Linked DNA regions of Rattus norvegicus: region 1 is linked to region 2. Evidence: chromatin contacts called from public Hi-C data. All regions are on one chromosome and are shown on one strand. Each heading gives the region's core, a stretch centred on a gene start, on an enhancer-like site or on the middle of the called end of the contact. The rest is flanking DNA. Distances are from core to core; before and after follow the strand shown.

Evidence for each region. Hi-C and Micro-C count contacts between places; a contact is called where the count stands out from the background.
Region 1: a Hi-C map of Schwann cells shows a contact between it and region 2, with 11 times the contacts expected there. The contact joins the enhancer-like site here to the promoter of Dusp4 in region 2. A contact is called at or near these places in 11 of 12 Hi-C or Micro-C datasets (the A7r5 cell line, the Rat2 cell line, Schwann cells and 6 more) and 1 of 1 datasets of contacts at active chromatin or transcription factors (oligodendrocytes).

Annotation. Positions count from the first base shown.
Region 1 is chr16:64,401,446-64,407,309 of GRCr8, reverse strand. No RefSeq gene overlaps it. Among named protein-coding and RNA genes, the nearest start is that of Dusp4, 310 kb to the right of the region's middle. Within about 2 kb of position 4,214, at least 1 of the 93 cell types and tissues checked has an H3K27ac peak or open chromatin away from gene starts, as enhancers often do. A contact at or near this core is called in Schwann cells, where this site is marked.
Region 2 is chr16:64,090,785-64,096,327 of GRCr8, reverse strand. Dusp4 (dual specificity phosphatase 4) reads left to right here and starts at 2,628. Exons shown (of 4, transcript NM_022199.2): 1 at 2,628-3,487. The coding sequence starts at 3,052.

The sequences.
Region 1 (5,864 bases), core at 2,965-5,464, 310 kb before region 2:
CCACACTCACTGGGCATCAGGTCCGCATCCCACACCCCTGAAGAGGCTTTGAGCTCAAGAGTGAGAGAGAGAGTGTGGTTTTTCAGCAGAATGGGTACCAGGCTACTGCTGCCTATGCCCTGAACTACCCACTGCCTGACCCTACCTGCCCTTGGGGGTTGGAGGTGAGGTAGCACAGAGTCAATGACACAGACTCCAGGAGCAGGTGAGAAACGCTGCAGCAAGCTCTCCAAACACTGCTGCAAGCTCCTTTAATACCCTCCACCTGGGCCCCATTGGTCCCAAGAAAGCATCTCTTCTAAACAGCTGCTCCTAATTGGCTGGCATTGTCTGTGTCAGCAATCCTTGGTCTCTCAGGCAGTCTTCAATTAGGTCCTCCTGCAGGAGATGCCTTTGAGGCTTGGGTGGCCCCCAGTCTTTACATAGAGGTGGCTGCCACAGTTCTTCCTACAGGCTACGGTAGCTTGCTTCCTGATGAAGGGTGTGTGAGGCTGTTTGACACACTCGCTTGGATAGTGTCTCTGGCGGACAAAGTTCTAGAATTAAGCATTTCCCGGCACCTTCAGCATTTTATTTCAAAAATAAAGTAAGATAAAAAGAGCTGTGGAGATGGCAGGAAAGTTCTGGCTTCACTGGAATGAGAACCTGCTCCCTGGGTCCTCTGTGCCAGGTAGAAGCTATGTTCAGCAGTCCAGGGAACACAGCACTCGGTGGGAAGATGAGAGGAGCTGTCGAGGTTAGTAGCCAGTCAGCTTAGCTGAGGCAGTGAACCCCAGGTTCAGTGAAAGACCCTGTCTCAAACACTAAAGTGAAGAGCAGTAGAAGAAGCTATCTGATGTTGACTGTTGACCTCTGCATACGTGCATACATGTAGGATGTGCACACACACACACACACACACACACACGAGAGAGAGAGAGAGAGAGAGAGAGAGAGAGACCAAGAAGTGTGGTCTTGCCTGTCACCTGGCCTGGCTTGCTTTCTATTTCTGTGATAAAGACCACACCCAAGGGCAACTTGGGGACGAAAGGGTTAACTGCACCTTACACTTTACACTCCATCCCTGAGAAAAACCAGGGCAGGAACTGAAGCAGAAGCCATGGGGACAAAGCCACTGATTGGCCCTCTGTCTCACGGCTTACTTAGCCTGAGACAGGCTTATACAACCTAGGATCTCCTGCCGAGGGATGGGGATGTCTAGAGAGCTGGGCCTTCCCGTATCAATCACAGATCAGGGGAATGCTCTCCACACTTGCCTGTGGACAATCTGAAGGACGAGTTTTCTGAGATGAGGTTCCTCTTATCAAATTACTTTCACTAGTGTGTCGGGCTGATCAGGACATCATCCGTTTTGCTTTGTCCAGGACTATTCTTTACCACCTTCTTTCTCTAAATCCTCCCCGCCTCCCACAGTCTGTACCCTTCATGGAAACACAACATCTACTTTCTTTTTGTTATTCTGAATAAAGCACCTATCTCAGGATAGATAATCTGTCTTTGGGAAGAGCATTCTAGAGGTCTCCCAAAGGGGAATCCCAGTCAACAGCTTTTAATGGTGGGGCCCGCTGGCTACCATTAGATTGGATTCGCTTCCACTAGGGGGCACTCTTCTCCTTAAATGTCCAAAACTCCAGTTTAGAAACATAGACCGCAGTGGTAACAATAGAAATACGGATTTCCCTTTAGAAATAGCCGCTACCGAACACAGCTTTGGAGAGGAGAGAGATCATCAAGGCTATATGCTTATAGTGTTTTATATATGTCTTATTGTTTTAGATTCAGTTTGGAGTCAAGAGATCCAACTCAACCGTGTCTCAGAGTAGCTAGCTACTCCCTGGGACCATCTTCCTTAGGATTAATCCCAGAAAGGTGGCAGTCATTGGTCCCAACCCTTCATTATGCAAGCAATGTGGGACGTGGACCAGCAGATTGTGTAGCTCACAGGGCTAAGGAGGAATATCATCAATCCTTGTATATGAAGCTTCCTCTTCAAAGATCTTTTCCAGGTGCCGTGGTGTCCCTGGAAATATATATATATTTCCTTTCAGACTAGAAAGACCAGTAAAGTTCATAGCTCATAATACTTTGTTACTGACATGGGTTATAGTAGCGTCTACACATCTCTGGTTACCATATTTTTTGTTTATTTGTTTGTTTTAATCTGCGCATGTGCTCCACACTCCCAATCAGTTCAGAGGACAGCCTCACCTGCCGACTCATCAGAGGCAGGGTCCCTTGTCAACTCCTGGCAGGCTAGCTGGCCTTAGAGCTTCCAGAAACTCTCCTGTCTCCACCAGCCATCCCACCACTGGAGCACTGAGATTCCAGACAGGTGCTACTGAATCTGCCTTTTGGTTTGTTTGTTTTATGTGGGTGTTGACGATTTGAACTCTGGGCTCTGGGCTCACACGGCAAACACTATGCAGTGACTCACTTCCCCGGTTCCTACCACAATTTAAAAAGACGTCTTCAGAGATTGCATTTGGAATGAATGATGCTCACTGGGACCTTGAGACATGCCCCACCCTAAGAGACGCTGGAAGAGTCAGAAAGGGGTACCGTCTCACTGTGCAGAGACTGCAGACGTCCTGGACACACTTCAGGCCAGGTTACTTCTTCTGGTATTTAGTTTCCTTTCTTGAAGGAATAGAAACGGCATGGCGCCAGCGGCCCTACAAGTGATACCCGATTCCCAGTAGCCACCTGAGGTATTTTCACCAACAGAAGAGGAACCTGAGAGTCCTGTCAGAACCCATGTCGGGGATTTTCTTAAGATTGTACAACTGACATAGGACTCATGTGGATCGGGCCTGGATCTCTCTGGTTTTGAAACACAGCACAGGGTTTTTGTTAATCAGTATGCGCTGACAGCTTTCTGTGGACCCCAGAGGCCTTGCTGGCTCCAAAGGTTGATTTCTCATTTCAATCCATGGAGAAGGTCTGAGGAGGAAATGGTGAAGCAAAACAACACCTTTGAGAAGTAGCCTGCTGTAAGAGGGGACATGAACACATGTCCCTTCTTACCCAAACACCGCGAGGCATTTGAAGCAGGTTGTTTCAAAATCTCTCCAAGCTTGTTTCCTGAAGTAAACTCCTTCACCCAGAAAGGTTGAGATTAGCCCCAGCCGCAGGGTGCTTCTATGCTGCACCCTAGGGCAGTAAGTCCTGAAACTGAGGCTTTCTCTGCTGGGGCGGGGCCACCTGCTCCTGAGCTCGGAACCAAGTCAGCATCCCCTTTCCCAGCTGAGTTTCTGGTCATTCATTCCCTTCCTCTTGCCTTCCAATGCTGAAGCCCTTTCCCGCCACCACCCAGAGGGTGAATGGGAGCAGAGATGAGAGGTGTTCCAATAGAGCTTTCGGAAATGCTGTCTGTGGCGTGCTCAGTGTCCGTGTCTTCCACAGGAGCGCCTCCGTGGGAATGCAATTCAGAACCAGTCAGTATAATCAGAAGAGACAATGGAGTGTGCCACCCACATCACAGCGAGTTGCGGAACATACCGCTGCTGCTATCAACCTTTCAATCAAAGTAAAACAAACATTATCTTTCTAGACAGAAGAGAGGGCCCTCTCTAAATCGGATGGTGAAAGGGTTTATGCGGTCCCAGGGGAAGCGCCTCCTTCAGGTTCCAGCGCTGGGTCCCTTCCCAGCGGACATGCACTCTGATGGTCAACTGTGTGCATAAAGAGAAGGTCCCATCTTGGTGTGGGGGCAAGGAAGGGGCATCAAAACGACTCATTTGAATCAGGAAAGAATGAAAATCGCTCTTGTTCAGCCAGCGACTTTTTGCAATTCCCCCTCTTCCCATTTTGCGTGAAAAGTTGAAGTTGAAATGTCCGGCTTAACCCACTCCACCCCCGACCACAATAGTATAGCTGTTTAACAAGGAACACCTCTCAACTGGTTACACACACATGCGCACGCGCACGCACACATGCGTACCCACAGACACACATGCACACAGCACATGCATATACAGACACATGCACACCTACACACGAACAGACACGTGCGTGTATGCACACTCCTTCACTATCTAAAATCTCAATCACTAAAAATCAAAAAGAAACATTTCAAGACCTCAATGGACAGCTGAACAAAGTGCAGGAATAAATGAGTCATAAAGGAACAAACACAAAGGCAAAGCATGAAACATTCAACACACACACACACACCCCAGAGCACCAGGGTTTCAGGCCTGTATCACAATGCCTGGCTCCATACATTTTCATACAAAAGTTCCATAGTTTTGCATTTTGCACCAAGCCTGAGTCATTTTGAGTTTTTTGCTTGTTTGCTATCGGGATGGCTGCTTGGTGGATTTGCCAGTGCTGTTCAATTGTTCCAACAGCAGTTTCTGAAAAGGCCATTGCATTAATGTTACATGTCTGGGAGCACTGGGTTAGTTAGCTGAAAAAGGCGCCAGTTCATCGTGATGCTGTAGGTTGGCAGGTCAGCTCACAACAGGGCAGACAGGAAGTGTCGAGAAGGAGCACGATAGCGCTCTTTCTCTCTCTCTCTCTCTCTCTCTCTCTCTCTCTCTCTCTCTCTCTCTCTCCTTCATCTGGGCCTCTAACCTAACATTTAGTGTGGGTCCTCTCAACATCAGTTAATTCTCCCTGGGAAAGTTAGCAGGGACAGAGCCGTGCCTCACCAATCTCCTGGGCGATTCTAAACCCAATGGTGCAGACACTGAAGAGGAAATCTCACGGGAGCTTCTGTGTGCAATCCACTTCCAAATCCACTCTCTGGTCCTGTTGATCTACGCATCTGTCTTCCCACCAGCACCTTGGCGTCTTGGTGACGTAGTTGAGAACGAGCTGTCATTACTTAGGTTCATTCACTTCACCGGGTTCCTTTTTCCAAAGCTGTCCTCTGGTTCATTCCCTTCCAGTATACAATTTAGAATAATTGTGCCTGTTCACAAAGAGACTCGGCTGGAATGTTGACAGTAACTGCATTTAATATATATTAATTATATAATATATAAATAATACATTATATATAATATATAAATATGTATTAGAGATATTATACATAAAGATATATGTTTATATGTTTATATATGTATATATATAAAGAGAGACAGAGAGAAAGACAGAGGAAGGGAGACAGAAAGACAGAGAGGGAAGGAGAAAGATGATATAGATACAGAGAGATATAGATAGTATGTGTCCCATTACTTAGATCTTTGTGTTTTTTTCAGAACTAATAAAATATATTAATGTGCCTATATTAGGTTTATAACTACTTTTTTTTCACATAGTACCATTATACCATGTTCCAATGAGTATCTAGAAATAAACCCAGCACTTCAGGAAATCTCTTACCTCAGACCACAAATGTAACTGGAAATATATAATTTAAAAGAAGCTTAAGCAGACAAAAAAAGATTGGACTAAAAAAATAACTTCAGAGTTCCTAAAGTCCTTCTGAGAAATAAAAATATTCCAGACCCTTTAGATAAGAAAATACCATTAAAAGGATTGTTTCCTTTTATAATAATAATTAAAAAAAAACAAGAAGAAAAGAAAGAGAGGGGAGGGGAGAGGGGGAAGGAGGAAGAAAGAGGAGGAGACACACACACACACAGAGAGAGAGAGAGAGAGAGAGAGAGAGAGAGAGAGATTCGAAGGTGCAGACTGATGAAATTCCCCAGGAAGTGGATCCCAGAAACCAGGACCCAGAGACAGTGGTTAGCTTCTCTAACCACTAAAGTCAGATCATTGATGAAAGAACAAAATGAATCAAAAGAGAAGAAAACATCCCAGAACACCAAAGTGCCTGTCTTTAGATTTAAATTTTTTATTATGAAACCTCAGGAATGAACAGGTAATGATTGCAAAAAAAATCCAAGAGAGGAAGA
Region 2 (5,543 bases), core at 1,379-3,878:
CCTTCAGCCTGAGGACCGATGGAAGGAGGGTTTTATAGCCGGTGTTGGGTAGACCTTAAACCGTATTCACCTAAAACTGTGGACCAAATGGCTCACACGCTTCCATTAAGAAAATTATCCAGGGTGCTCTCACAGTATCCGGGTAAACACAATGCTGTCATTTAAAGCTCATTGCTGACATTCACACTGCTGAAGGCAGTTCCTGAAGGGGGCGGCGGCGGCGGCGGCGGCGCGCGCGGGGGAGGGGGGCTGTTGTTGTTTTATTCAACATCATCTTCTCAACAAAAGCCGCTCTTGGCTTAAATGTGCTAAGTCCGAAGTAGCTGTCCCTCTCCAGGAACAGGCGCGCAGGCGCGGGCACTCACACGTGGACACACACTGACACGCGCCTGCCCACACCCCCTGCGCGTGACTCGCCTATGGGATTTATGGACTTCTCCGGCAAGGATTACTGTCAGGTGCAGAAAGCAGCCTTTTGTTCGGTGGGCATCCCCACCCCTCCCCGGATTTGACTGTTATTTACAAACCCTGTGAGCACTGGGCAGGGGCCTGGCCTGCCAGGGGTAGGAGGAGCACCCCTGAGGCAGGGGAGACAAAGGCCAGCTTGGCCAGTGCTGGCCGGGGGACAACCTCACCCTCATTCCCCTCTGTGACTCTGGTGACTAGCATCCGGAGCTAAGGGCTGCTGGCCGCTGGGTTTGTAAACTGCGGGGAGAGGACCCAGGAGAGTGAATCTGATTCCGGCTGTCGAGGCACCGGGGATGTCTAGCACCCATAGTGGGCCAGCCAGAGGGAAGCACTAGATGTCCTCACAGCAAGCTCCGAACCAAGCAAGAGAAACCACTTTGCCCTCCTCACTGGTGCTGGACGCCCTTGCCACTCTCCTAGCCTGAAGGCCCAGTGCTCGAGACCTTGCCCCAGGCAGCCGATGTCACTCTGTTGTTGTGGCTCCTTCCGGAACCCGGATGTGAGTGATCCCGCACCACGGGCACCAAAATACAGGGTGCATTAGGGGGTCGCTAATATGTCAGCAACAAATTAATACGCATGTAATAGCTCATTCTTTAACTGAAAAAACCCATAAACAAAATAAGAAACGCAGTGCCATTTTGGAACCCAAGGTAACAAGGAAAATTCTCCACAGATGATTGCCCCCTGCAACGCCCACTGGACCCAGAAAAGGGTGTTGGGGACTTCAGAGTGCAGAGAGTCTGTAGGAAGCCTTGAAAATGGGAGTTGGAGGTGATCTCTGGAGAGCCGCTCTGCAGAAAACAAAGCAAAGGTAACTGAGTGGAGAGAGGGTTTAACCGGGGGAAAGGACCCTGAGGCTTTGGCTGCCCTCGCTGCCTCAGTCAGGCTTCTACTCGCAACCTGAAATGGAATATTCGACCTGGCCGCTACCAAACCCCGTAATTCCCTTGTTCGGTGATTAATTCTTGCTAACAAGACTTGGCAAGATCTCGGCCGAATAATTTTTGGCTTCTGTAAGGTCCCCACCACATGCGCGCATAACCTCCTTTCTTGCCAAAATCAAGCCCTTGGGAAATTAAATGTCCCCGGGAAGGTAAAAGCGGGGTGCAGATGCTACGTGACCTGGAAAGAGGGATGTAGAAACTCGAATCGTCTCTGAGCTTATTAAATTTGCCTTTTAAAAGGTCACTCTTCGCATGGACACTTTTCAACATCTTCCTTCGCACCAAATGTAGACCTTAACAATTATTTCCTTAGAGGACATTGCGTGTGAGCAAGAGGGAGGCGAGGACTTCCACCAAAGCGGAAAACCTCCGGGTATATCCCTCCTCCCCCCCTTCCCATGGTTAAATAATCAGGTTTTAGGAAGCTTGGGCCGGAGTGCTTCCCATTCTCCTGCACGGGCACACCATTCGGCCAATTAACGCCCCCCTCTGGGTTGTAAAGTAACAAACCCCTACACCTCTCTTTTGTTATTGGGCTTTGGCGCGAGGACTTCCCTTTCATCTTTCAAAGTCCGGGGTTTGCCCAGGTTCCGCGGGAAGCTATAAAACCGATCTAATAGCTCCGGACGGAAATCGATCACGCAAATGTATAAACTAAGTCCGGGGAATCGCATTAAAAACAAAACAAGACACAACCGGCCGGACCCGAAGAGCAAGCTTTAGTCCGGCGAGAAGAGGTCCCAAGCCCTGCGGGGTGGCAGCCATACAGTGTCAGGTTCCACCCAGCGAGACCTCGGAGACTTGGGGGGCGGGGGGGGAGCGCAGGGGTGAAGACCTCCACGCTGAGAGCCCAGGCCTCGGTTAGGCCCGCGTCGCCACCCGCTACTAACACAACGCCGAACGCCGCGCTCCGGGGCTGAGGAAGGACAGGGAGCCGCACGGCGGCTCCATTCACAAAGTCCGGGAGCTTCCGGCTTGCCGGCGGGTCGGAGGCTGCCTCCTTTTTCCTCTAGGTCTCGGTTTTATGAATGGGCCTGGCAGACAGCACCGAGCGCCCTGTTTACTCCTCTCTTTGTGACGTCGAGTTCCCGTGACTGGGTGCGAGGGGGCCGGCGCTCCATTCAAGAGTCGGGGTGGGGGCGGGGCGGGGAGCTTGCGTGGGGGGCGGGGCCTGGAGAGGTAGTAATGACTCTTCCCTCCCCCGGGAGAGCCGGCGAGCATTAATAAATCTCTAAGCAGAGGAGGAAACTCTGGCTGGGGCAGTGCGTGCAGCTCCGGCGGAGCGTTGGGGGAAAACGGCGGTGCCTAAGGCAGGAGCAGCCTAGCTAGCAAAACACACCAGGGGCAACAAACCGAGAGGAGCCCTCTCTCTCGTAAACATACTCCCCTCCTCGGTCACTTGCTCCGGGTGCCGTGCGCCCGCCTGCTTTGGCGCCAGAGAAGGCTCGGACTGCTATGTAACGTCGAGGCTGCGGGAGGAGGAGGAAGGGGTGTTGGGAGAAGAGCCTTGGGGCCAAGTTTGCGGGTCACTTCGGCAGGCGCCTTCTTAGCCTTCGCCTGTTCCTTCTTGTAGCCTAGCTGGCTTGGGTGCCCTTGGTCTTCTCCGGCTCCCCAGCTGCTGTGCTTTGCCGGCGACATGGTGACGATGGAGGAACTGCGGGAGATGGACTGCAGCGTGCTCAAAAGGCTGATGAACCGAGATGAGAACGGCGGCAGCGCGGGCAGCAGCGGCGGCAGCCACGGCGCCCTGGGGCTGCTGAGCGGCGGCAAGTGCTTGCTGCTGGACTGCAGGCCGTTTCTGGCTCACAGCGCGGGCTACATCCGAGGCTCGGTGAACGTGCGCTGCAATACCATCGTGCGGCGGAGGGCCAAGGGCTCCGTGAGCCTGGAGCAGATTCTGCCCGCCGAGGAAGAGGTGCGCGCCCGCCTGCGCTCTGGCCTCTACTCGGCTGTCATCGTCTACGATGAGCGCAGCCCGCGCGCCGAGAGTCTCCGGGAGGACAGCACAGTGTCGCTGGTCGTGCAGGCGTTGCGCCGGAACGCGGAGCGCACAGACATCTGCCTGCTTAAAGGTAAACCTGGGCGCCCGGGAGCGAGGTGGAGGGTAGGTGTAAGGGACTTGGTGACCTGAGCCCTGCTGGGCATTGGGAGGAAAGTACCGGAATGATTTCGGGCTGCTGGAGTCCCCTTCCTTGCGTGTCTTTGTGCGTGTCTGTGTGCACGGTTTTGCTGTGGTTTTGAGTACTAAGTCCTGGGGAGGCCGTGCTGGCGCGTTTCCCCAGTCACCTGCAGTCCGCACGCGTCCGAAGAGTTTCTGTGTTTATTGACATGAGCGGTTCTGGCCTGGATGCTGGCAGCTATTCCTCTGCGCAGCCCAGCCTCAAGTACTGAGCACGCACGCGCTCTTAAGTCCCACAGGGTTCAGAGAGGCCTGTTTCGGTATAACCCGGAGAACTGGAGAGGGGTTAAGGAAGGTGAATGCTGAGGTGAGATCTGTCTCGGGAGTTCCTACACAACCGGCAAATGAGGGAAGGAGAATTGGGTTGCAGATCTGGGGAGCGAACTGTTTTTCCTCTCCCGCTGCTTCAACTCAGAGCCTTCTTGGAAGGCGCCCCCCCCCCCCGCCCGGGTCTAAGGGAGGCTGGAGTGCTGTACTGGGGGGACACCAGACGCGTCTGCTCCTGCTAATCCCGGGAGCAGAGAATTACCTTACCACCTTTTGTTCACACATCATTCTCGGCTCTGCTAGCGGCGCGTGCCTGGTTAAAGCGAACCCTGGCCTGGGAAATAGGTGGCCGGAGAGAGGGTGGCTTGTCAAATTTAGAAGTCAGGCACCCCGAAAGGATCGCGCAGTATCCCAGACGCGGGAGGAAGGGACAGACCGCTCTCCGCACCTGCCTGCTAGGTCCGTGTGCGGGCTCCGGCTGGGGAGCACTGCGGTGGGGGGTGGGAGGAGGGTGGTCGCGCGCCCCCTGCTGCGCCGCGCCCCCCCACCTCCGGCCACCGCATTCCGCGCATTCTTTCGCGGGGGTCGGGTCTTCGCTTCCAAAGCCGGGAGATTTGTTTGACCTCCGCTTTCAAAGAGCCGCCCATTTCCCTGCAGAGGCTCTTCGCCTCCTCCTTCTATACTTTTTCTTTTGGTATCTTGTCCACCTTAAGGAAGGGAGGCCGGGAGCGAAGCCCTTTCTTCCGTCCCCTTCCGAACAGCACCGGGAAGCAGCCGGTTGCGGGCGAGCTGGGCTGGCCCTGCGGAACAGCGGGGGTCTTTGTTCTCCGCAGTTGTTTCCTGACCATTTGACCCGTCAGCTGCTGGAGAGACGCTGCTGTTGACCCGAGGCTGAACTGCCAGGGCCATTTTGCTGACTTTTCTTTCTTTTTCCGCGAGGGCCGCCTTTTGCTCTTCCAGCTGATGTCCCTAAAACGCTTTAGGAACGACGGGTTCCAGATCTCGGGAATCGGGCCCACGCGGTACCCGGAGCCCTCGATCAGGCGCAGGTCCCGGGTCCTCTGTCGGCGGAATCCTGCTTGGGCTCCGGGCTGCGCGTCTGTGCTATTGTTCCAGCCTGCCCGCTCTGCCTGAATTGAGATCGCGCGGGTGGGAAAGGTGAAACTGTTTCGGGGTGAAAGTCCCAGGCTGTCCTAGGTTCCCCAGCGGTTGGATTGAGAGAGTCGGGGCCCATGCCTTCCAACCCTGGCTTCAGGAGGACTTCAGCCCCACGTGGAGTCAGGGATTGTTTTGTTTTTCTTCCTGGAAGAATTCCGAATGGGACCGCCCTGGAGCGGCAGCTGCCTTGATCCCGATCCCTTGGCTTCCTTCCGGGGCGCAGGCTCCGGGGTAGGCCAGGCGCCTAGGAAGGGAGGCATATTTTTAATGTTAAACCTTGTGGCTCGCGGCACTCTACCGGTCCTGATTCGGATCTGGAGACCGTGAGGCCAGGCCAGTTCTGAGAGATGCTTCAGGGTGAATGCTGATGTAAGACTGGACAGGGCAGGTGGCCTCTGGGCAAGATGACAGTCCCATCCCTAATGGGTGTCTGTCCCCCAGAAAGGCAGCATGTCCTTTAAGCCGCGCTTTCTACCCCCTTCTCTTACTGGGCGGTGAGGATCAATCACCCCATGCCCCTCAAA